Regions from separate parts of the Mus musculus genome. Here regions 1 and 2 are each linked to region 3. A link is a contact called in public HiChIP or PLAC-seq data. All regions are on one chromosome and are shown on one strand. Each heading gives the region's core, a stretch centred on a gene start, on an enhancer-like site or on the middle of the called end of the contact. The rest is flanking DNA. Distances are from core to core; before and after follow the strand shown.

Region 1 (3,159 bases), core at 561-3,060, 290 kb before region 3:
TGGTTGTTTTATGGTGCTTAATAGATTTTGCCGTTTTGCTTTCCAAAGGCTATCACAATGAACCCGACATCGGCAATGAGTGTGTGTCATTTAAAACGATGATTTGAGATGGATTATTCACCAACCATATGTGAAGGCATGTTCCAGGTCACCAGCCTGCCAGCACCTTCCCTGATGACCCATTCATTCATGAGGATGTGACAGGGGATGAGCTCGTGGAGGGCGGCAAGTGGCTCTGCCAGATCCTAGAGCAGTGGTGGGCGGGCTGCAGCGCAGAGGATGTTCACTGTCTGTCTGACTGCGTAGAGCTGGCTAGACATGCGTATACTCTGGAGATCACACAGAAAACTAGTGAATAGTGCTTTATTTGAAAAAAAAAATCATGACAACATATCTAGGACTTTTTCTTCTGTCTTGCATTAGTTTTCAGAAGCTTAATGTTTGTGTCAGTAGAGGTCTTGGTTTTTTGGGGGTGGGGTGGGACAGTGCTATCAGATAGACAATGTTTTGAAAGTAAGACTAGACCTTAAATAGATATGAATATGCACAGGTCCAGGCTGTGATGACAAACCCCTTCATCTATGCACATGTTAGCTCTAAGCTTTCAAAGCTCGTTCCTGTGTCCTTATACAGCTGATGACCACCCAAGAAAAGCCGGACAGCTTTCGTCATCCCACTGATGGGTGGCTGGGGTACCAGGAGATGTACCTAAGATATCACCAGTTCTAGGTGGGCACTCTGTCTGACTCTTGGCTCCAGGCTCTTTTCACAGGTATAGTTTTTAGGACCATTCATATATCTGTCCTCTTGCCTCAGCCTCAGGTGCTGGAGTTACAGTTGTGAGCCAACACATAGGCCCTGGGTGCTTGATCTTTTTTTTTTTGGTGATGCACACAAAGGCCTCATATAATAGACAAATTATCCACCTCTGCGTCCCCAGCCTAGCTCCCTGATCTCCAACTGCAGCCCCAGGCCCACTATACTTAAAAATAAACATTTTAAACCATATTTGCATGTTTAGAATGTTTCCTCCTTTAAAAAAAGGGTTTCTTTAAGATAGCATTACCACCGTAGTGGGGTGTACCATGGACTTTCCTCAATGCTCTCTTTTCACATAGTGTAGAACACAAATTAACCTTTTCCTCAGTATAAAAGAAGCATATCTTCACCAAGCAGCATTTAGAAATATAGAAAATTAAATGTAAACAATGTCAGACTGCATCTCTCCTCGGACATCGCGAAGACGTTAATTAGCTGTCTTCAGACTCCAACCAGCATATTCTCTCTCTCTCTCTCTCTCTCTCTCTCTCTCTCTCTCTCTCTCTCTCTCTCTCTCTCTCTCCTGCCTCCCGCTCTCTCTTTGCACTGGGGGTTAAGACCAGAGCCTTGCTCATGCTAGACCAAGCCAACCGTGCCAGCCTCTCCTCCCTTCCCCTCCTTTCCCCTTCATCTCACCTTTTCTTTCTCAAGCCTAGCTTCCTACAACTCTCACAGGGCTTCACCTCCTCAAATCCGCCCGCCGGGTTTGTATACTCTATTTGCTCATCTCATACTTATTTGTTCACTTGGGAAGTAAATACAAAGGGAGCCGTACTGTACAGCCCTGACTGTGCAGTGACCGACAGAGCATCTTAAACCAACACAGACACTGTGACTTGTACTGATTCAAGTAATTATTTTTGTCTGTAGCATTCCACATTGTCTCTGCAACTAAAACTTCCTGATCCTTTGGCGTGGGAGAGCAGGCAGCCCAGATGTTTGTTGGCCCTGTCTCTGGATCCCCCGGCGCCACGCCCTTCCCTTTGCCTCCACCAATAGGAAGCAGCCTGGAGACCCTGAAGCAGCTGAAGTGCTCGGAATTGGACTTAGTATCAGGTTTCTGGTCTCTGTGTCGTTTTCACATGCACCGGTTTATAGAGAGGTGGAACAGGTCAAGGAAAGTGTGCTGCTGTTAATCTGCCTGGCGGAGACCACACCTGAACCAAAAAGCTTGGAGATAGAGCAAGATGGAACTTGAGCGCTGTTCGTAACTTAAACAGCAAGCACGGATTGGGGCTCAGTGGGAGAATTTGCTCCGCAGATGCAGGATTCTAAGTTTAAGCCCCACCATGAAGGGTAAACCAACCAGCCAGCCTCACCGGGAAACGTCGCACAGAGATGTTTTTAAAGACATACAAAGCTCAGCCTGCGCAGTTCAGTTTATTTAACATAGCTGATGTTTCTTGAGAGTCAACTAAATGTAGTTCTCTATGCATCAGGGTGCGTGCTATTCCCAGAGAGCATCTTGCAGCCTGAAATGTAGCTTAACCCTAGCTGGACATTGGATGGATTGCATTGCCATTCAGATCTAGGACAGAGCCATTCTTGTCCCAGAGTGCACACGGCAAGGCTTGCTGGGCACCGTGAGCCTCTGTCCTGGTCTCTCCCTGACCCTTGGTGGTGCAGGATAACATGGTTAAGATCTTAAGATTTTGTGCCTGCTGGTGCATGGTAGGAATTCAGTGAAATTTGTATCTGGTCTTAGAAACTGTTGCTAGATGAAAATTATAACCAAATCTGGAAGCAACCCTCAGATGATTTTTGAGAGTCACACAAATTAATTATATTTAGACACCCTCAGCTACTCAGGCCACCAATTTCTTCTCATTTCAATTGAATTTACTGAACATTTTCAGCCTTTCTTCTGCGTGCTGAGCATTGTGGTTACCAAAGCAAATGGGATTGGGGTGGTTTCGGTGCTGAGGGGTTCTCCGCAGAGTAAAATCCACCACACTCCTCCCCCTTCCTCCTTGCGTCCCACTCCCACACAGCAGAGTCCTGTCCAGCTCTTCTTTACATGAAATCTGGGTGGGTTTCCTTATTTGGTTGTGTGCAGACGCTTTCTAGCCTTTCCATCCCCGTTTCTGGTTCTTAGACCAATAAATCCTTCCAGAGCGCCCCTCCTCTAGTCTGGATCTAAAGGCAGATTCCAGTGTTACCTCCAAGGTGAGTCAGGCTTGCTGTGTGCTTAGCTTTTCGGAGGAAGAAGCAGTCCAGACTGAGAGGTTGGGGATGGAGATGGCTGTGCCTTTAGACGTCAGCCCCCAGGCGTTTGGAACCAAGGAGTTGTCACAGAAGATGCCCACTGTCATCAGCACCGTGGCCTGACTGGGGTTTGCT
Region 2 (3,044 bases), core at 472-2,971, 330 kb before region 3:
GAGGTAGAGGAAGGAAGATCACTGCAAATTCAAAGTCAACCTAGTTTACATAGTGAATTCCAGGCCATCCTGGGATACAGTGTGAAGTCTTGTCCCAAAACAAGGGCAGGTGGCACTTCAGGTCTTCCGTAGCCTCTACTCTCTCCGCAATGTAGTAAATAAAGTTCTGTGTGTGTGTGCGCGCCAGGATTTATTTCACTGTGTTACCAGGCTGGCCGCCTCCTCCCAGAGATGCATCTGTCTGCCTCAGCCTTTGGAATGTTGGGTTTAAAGGCCTGTGCTACCATACCCAGCCTGCTTTATTTCTTCAAAGTAGCAACCCCAAACCCAAGCTAACCATGAACCACATTTCAGGAGAAAGCATAGAGCCCACACACCCGGGGTGTGAAGTTCGTCCCAAGTCTCTGGAGGCTCAGAACCACAAAGATAACTGTTACCTTTAGAGGGTGAAGGTAGGAGGAATTAGTTATTCTTATTATTATCTACATTTCCCCCCTCTTTTGAATGCAAGTGCTCCACAAACTTGTAATGTAGTCAAAGGTGACCTTGAAATGACCCTCTTATCCACCCCCCCACCCCCCAACCACTTTGAGTTTGAGGCAGGCCTGGAACACATTGTGTCAAAACAAACAAACAAAGAGCTTTCCTGCCTGCCCGCAGGTGAGGTGTCAGCCAGGCAGGAAGGCTGGGTGCAAACGGTTCAGGGGCTGGACCCTGGACCTCCTGGGGAGAACAGAGCCATTCTAAGACCCCAGTCCAAAGCGAATACTTTTAACTAGAGTTTTCTAGTTCCCCGGAAAAAAAAAATCAATGTGAAAGAGGATGCAGATTTCCATCGGAGAAGCAATAAAAGTCTTGATTACCTCCAATTAGTACTCCCCCACGCAGGGAGAGGGCTGTGGCCTGGGGCTACACTGGCGTGGGGGGTGGGCACTCAGGCAGGCTCCTCTCTGTGGTTGCTTATCTGTTTGTTTCTGAGGGGTGACCTTCATTTGTCAGATTCTGCCTTTTTTTTGGTGGTATGTATGTAAGTATGTATATTACATGTATGTATGTATGTATGTATGTATGTATACGTATATGTTTCAGGGTACTGACCCTGGGACCCCTCACTTGCTAGGCAAGTGCCCCTCCGTCTATATGGCCAGTTCTCTTTTTTATCTTTTGAAAGAGTTTCAGTAAGTTGCCCAGGGTTAGCTTTGAACCCATGTAGCCCAGGCAGGCCTTACACTCATCAGGTAACTGCCTTAGCTTCCTGAGTAGCTGGGATGACAGGCGGTACCACTAGACTATCTCTTATTTACTGCTTTTTTGCCTTTTCCCCCTCTTTGGGGGAGGGGTGTGGGGGGGATGATGGCGTAGGGAAGTTCCCCCACCCTCGGCGCTCTCTTTTGAGACCGGGTCTTATTCTGTAGCACAGGCTACCCTGGCAATGGCCCTGTCTCTGCTCCCCCAGCACTTCATCATCATGACATCATGATTTTGAGTTTAAACGTACATTTTTTTTTCATTTTTTATTAGGTATTTAGCTCATTTACATTTCCAATGCTATACCAAAAGTCCCCCATACCCACCCAACGTACATGTTTTTGTCTTCCTCTATAAATCATCAGCTTGCCAAAGGCAGTGAGATAATTTCCTTGTGTCCAGCTATAAAGTCACCTGGTGCCTGGGGAAGTTCCTGCTCAGGGCCAGCTCAGAGTCTCCGCTTCTCACAAAACAAAATGACTAAGAGTTTCTCCATTTTAAGTTTGCCTTGTGAGCTCAGGAGAAGTCGCTGCAAAGGGTTGTCTCCAGGCCTGTCTCCACCAACGAAAACCTGGGTTCGGAGGTGCAGTCAGGAAGAGGCGTAAGACTGAGTCCGAGCCAGGATGACTGGCAACCGAGCCGGGAGGGAGTCCAAGCCCCGCACGTCTGACCTTGAGTAAGTTATTTTCCCAGAAGAAGGGACTCAAATGACACCTCCCTCCCGGCTGTTACCCAGGAAGTTGTTTAGCATAGTCCCAGGACTCTGCTAAGGGCAAGTACTGTCATTGTTATTTATTTAGCCCCATTATGCTAACTACCCACCCCTTGCCAAGGTTTCACCACCCAGAAGGTTGGAGGTCTTGTGAAGGAGACTTTAATACCGGCAGATTTAGATTTTTGTTTTTTCTTTTTTGTTTATTTTGAGACAGGGTTTCTTAGCTGTCCTAGAACTTGTTCTATAGACCAGGTTGGCCGGGAACTCATAGAGATCCGTCTGCCTCTGCCCTCCAAGTGCTGGGATCAAAGGCCTGTGCCATGACCACCTGGCTAAAGGTGGTTTTTTTTTTTTTTTTTTTTTTTTTTAGTGGAGGGAAGTTTTGTGTCTCTGTAACAGTCTGTTCTAGAACTCACTTTGTAAACCAGTAAACCCAGCTGGCTCCAAACTCACAAAAATCTGTCTGCTTCTGCCTCCTAAGTGCTGGGATTCAAAATGTGCACCACCATGTCCATCTCTTAGACATTTTATAAAGACTTTAAAATGCATACACATATGTATTCAAGGATTTTTTTTTTAAAAGTTTTTCAAAACAGGGTTTCTCTGTGTAGCCCTGGCTGTCCTGGAACTCACTCTGTAGACCAGGCTGGCCTGGAACTCAGAAATCCTCCTGCCTCTGCCTCCCAAGTGCTGGGATTAAAAGTGTGTGCCACCACGCCCGGCTGTATTCAAGTTTTTAATCCTTTAAAATGACTTGTGGTGTATGTGTGTGGGTGGATGGACATGTGTGAACCATGACACTTGAGATCTGAGGACAACTTGCTGGGGTCCTTGTCACCACCTTGTTCGTGGTGATAGAATTCTTATCATCTGTCTCCTAGGCAAGCATACTTACTACCCACTAGGCTATTTTGCCAACCATGAAATGAAGATGTTAATTAAGGTTGTTGATACATTTTGTTTTGTTTTGTTTTCAAACACTTCTCTCTCTGTAGCTCAGGCTGTCCTGGAACTCACCAGGCTGGCCCCAAACTCAAAACAATCAGCTTCCAGAGTCGGGATTACAGGTTTGAGCCATAGC
Region 3 (3,078 bases), core at 387-2,886:
ACAATTCTTATCCTCCTCAGACTTTATGTTTTCCTCTCTTTTGAAAACAAAACTGTCAACAGATCAGGAGGGGGCACCATGATATATACAGGTGCAGACAAACTGCTTTTTAAAACGGCACCATGAAAAGTTAAGGGCCCAGGAGATGGATGGCACCTCAGAGTGAGTTGGGACAAAGACACAACTCATAACCTCTTTATCACAAATTGAGTAGTTTTGTCTCCTTTTCCTTGCCCGCACGTCTTTGCTTGAACCTCAAAGTGACTTTTCTATCATTACAACTATTGTTTAATTTAACTGACATAGGCAAGTTTTTAGCATACATTAATAATTCATAATAACGTTTTCCATTGTAATATTTTTCTACACATATATAGTGTATTTTGATCATAGTCACCTGGTTACACTTTCTTGTTCCTTCCCAATCCTGCTAATCCCCTTCCTCTTCCCAGCCCCTTTCTACATTCACAGTGTACATGTGCACATATGTGTGTATGCATATGAATGTGTGTGTGTGTGTACCAATGAGTTTCATTAGGAGCATGGTGAAGAGCTAGTTATAGAAACATGAGCATCTTACCATGGCTACACTATTAAATAAATATCTCTCCCTGTCCCAATAACCATGAACTACTGCAGGGAAGGGTAGAGGACATGGGACATTTATTGAGAAAACGGTGGGGAGAGATGGACACGTTGGTCTGACTTTTAGAGAAAGTTAATAACTCACTTAGAGCTAATAGAATGGAAAGTAATCTTGGCTCATTTAAGTGACCAATGTGTTTAATTGTAAGAGTAGAGGCCAGCAGATGCTGAGGAGTAGAGGACCCGCTGATGACCTAGAATCCCAGCTCCATGATAACAGCCCCTGGCCACCATGCCCAGAGCAGCACAAGTCACAGCGGCCAACTGCACAGTGAACTTCTCAGTGCTCTCTGTCTGCAAAATAACCCAGGTAGATGAAGAGGTGCCATACTTGATCCGTTTTACAGATGGGGAACTGAAGTCACACAGTTGCTCAGCACTATGGAGCAAGAGAACCCTGAATCGGTTCGCCCCCAGGCCAGTAGTTCTAAGACATCTTTATGAACCATTTGGGCTGGAAGTGAATCTGGGGCTGGGTTGGGCCCCTTCCTCTACACACAAGGGAATCGGAGTTTGAAAAGGCAGTTCTCTGTTGCTCCTGCTCTGAGCACAAGCCCCCTCACAGCAGACCTAGAACACAAGCTCCCTGCACCTTCCACTCCAGAGGACACTGTTTTGCCATTTCACAAAATTTGCATGATCCAGGAGACAGGCCAGCTCTGCAGTTTAACTCTCATACCAGGGATGGTAGAAAAGAGCTAAATTTGCCTTGCTTCTGTGTTTTTAACTCACAGCTGCTCCACGGAAGGATCATACAACACATGACGTGACAGGGACTTAACGCCACACATACAACATATCAAATGTAGTCAGCAGTGATGAGATTTGGTACCAAATAAGAAGCTTTAATTAATTTTAAATGCTGCTTTTCACAGTGTCAAAAGCTCAGTCCACTGAAGTGGAAAAGGGGGTTGGAATGGCCAGAGCCTAGCAACCCGGCTAATCTGGGCCCTTCTGAGCAGCTCATTTAGAATTCTTACATCAGTGCATAGGCATGCTGAGGTGGGGCTCATGGGGACAAACAAAATAGCAACTCCAGCTCTGGACACTCCTCAGAATCCTGCGTCCTGGGGAGGCCCGAGGGCTCAGCTGTATTAAGGGGCCGTTGGAGTTCCCCTGTTATTTGTCTCCTTTCTGAGGATTAGAACTTCCGCTGGGCTGTGCTCATCTGTGCTGAGAATTTAAAGCGTGGTGTGTGCAACAGGAGCAGCAGGGTCTGCTAAAAATGTCCAAAAAGAACCCATTTTGACTTTTAAAACCTTTACATGTACAAAGAACAGTAAATGAAGGGGTTTCTAGTTTCTTCTAGGAGCACATTGGATAATGGTTTCTTTACCCCACCTTTCCCGTGCCTTTGTTTTTAAATTGTTGACCACATAGACCATTCAGCAGTATCAAGGTGGGAAGGCCAGGTGTCTATGTTATTATACACACATACGCACCCACATATTGAGCAAATGCCATATATACTACACACATCTTACATGTCCACACATACACACACACATACACACACACACACACACACACACACACACACACACACACACACTCTATATGTACCATACACAACATGCACACTTTACATGTTTACATACACATGGACCCACAAACACACATGCAAAGAGACAATATAGGTACCACAAACACCATACATATCTTACATATGCACACACACACACACACACACAGACAATATATGTACCATGCACACCACATACCAAGCTCATGTGCACACATATAGATGCATTGGAACCTTCTTTTATCTTCATGACATGTAAGTGTACTCGTGGGTGGGTTGGGCCTTTTCTCACTAATCTCTTCCTGGAGACCACAGAACCACATAGCAAGAACTAGCAGGAAAGGCTACTTGATCTCTGTGTGACTGCCTCCCTGGTTTTACATCAAGGAAACTGAAACTAAAGGCACCATGACAAGGATGGAGACACATCTCTGAGTTCTTCTACTTCACAGTCCCTTGTTTTACTGCACAGCTGTTGCTTTGTGTGATCTAGAAGAGTGACAAATGCTCAGGTGCTAGGTACAACTGAGAACATAACTCCGAGGGAGCCATATACTCCATTCAGATCAACATAAGAACAACACAAGTCATGCTGGCCAGTTCTAGTAAGTGAAGCCCTCTTTAGGTCCCACGGTCATGGATCAAAGCTATTTTATGTCTCCCTATTATTTTATCTTCTGTAATACTCACTTTGTTGCCATGGCCATAACTAACACTAAATCAATAATCTTGTTTCTCATGGCCGGCCAGCCATTCATTAATGAGAGCAGTGAGCCCATCTTCGTCCTCCTTTGGCCTAACTTTTCTCATGTCTTCTACAGACGTCAAGAGTGAGGTAGCAGTTTCTCGAGCTTGTGCTCTGCTCCTGTTGTATGGATAGGAGTCTAGAAGCATGACGGGTCTGGAGGGCT

Evidence for each region. HiChIP or PLAC-seq counts read pairs in DNA pulled down with a chosen protein or histone mark.
Region 1: an H3K27ac HiChIP or PLAC-seq map of differentiating embryonic stem cells shows a contact between it and region 3, with 4 times the contacts expected there. The contact joins two enhancer-like sites. A contact is called at or near these places in 8 of 484 Hi-C or Micro-C datasets (cranial neural crest, embryonic fibroblasts, embryonic stem cells and 2 more), 7 of 115 datasets of contacts at active chromatin or transcription factors (astrocytes, differentiating embryonic stem cells, embryonic stem cells and 3 more) and 1 of 9 other capture datasets (embryonic tail).
Region 2: a contact with region 3 is called in an H3K27ac HiChIP or PLAC-seq map of differentiating embryonic stem cells, with 6 times the contacts expected there. The contact joins two enhancer-like sites. A contact is called at or near these places in 1 of 484 Hi-C or Micro-C datasets (embryonic stem cells), 10 of 115 datasets of contacts at active chromatin or transcription factors (astrocytes, differentiating embryonic stem cells, embryonic basal ganglia and 3 more) and 1 of 9 other capture datasets (embryonic tail).

What each region holds. Positions count from the first base shown.
Region 1 is chr3:34,793,886-34,797,044 of GRCm38.p6, forward strand. No RefSeq gene overlaps it. Among named protein-coding and RNA genes, the nearest start is that of Gm38509, 23 kb to the left of the region's middle. Within about 2 kb of position 1,811, at least 24 of the 459 cell types and tissues checked have an H3K27ac peak or open chromatin away from gene starts, as enhancers often do. A contact at or near this core is called in differentiating embryonic stem cells, where this site is marked.
Region 2 is chr3:34,756,045-34,759,088 of GRCm38.p6, forward strand. No RefSeq gene overlaps it. Among named protein-coding and RNA genes, the nearest start is that of Gm38509, 15 kb to the right of the region's middle. RefSeq lists enhancers at 1-3,044, 1,605-3,044. Within about 2 kb of position 1,722, at least 24 of the 459 cell types and tissues checked have an H3K27ac peak or open chromatin away from gene starts, as enhancers often do. A contact at or near this core is called in differentiating embryonic stem cells, where this site is marked.
Region 3 is chr3:35,083,050-35,086,127 of GRCm38.p6, forward strand. No RefSeq gene overlaps it. Among named protein-coding and RNA genes, the nearest start is that of Gm35255, 130 kb to the left of the region's middle. Within about 2 kb of position 1,637, at least 61 of the 459 cell types and tissues checked have an H3K27ac peak or open chromatin away from gene starts, as enhancers often do. A contact at or near this core is called in differentiating embryonic stem cells, where this site is marked.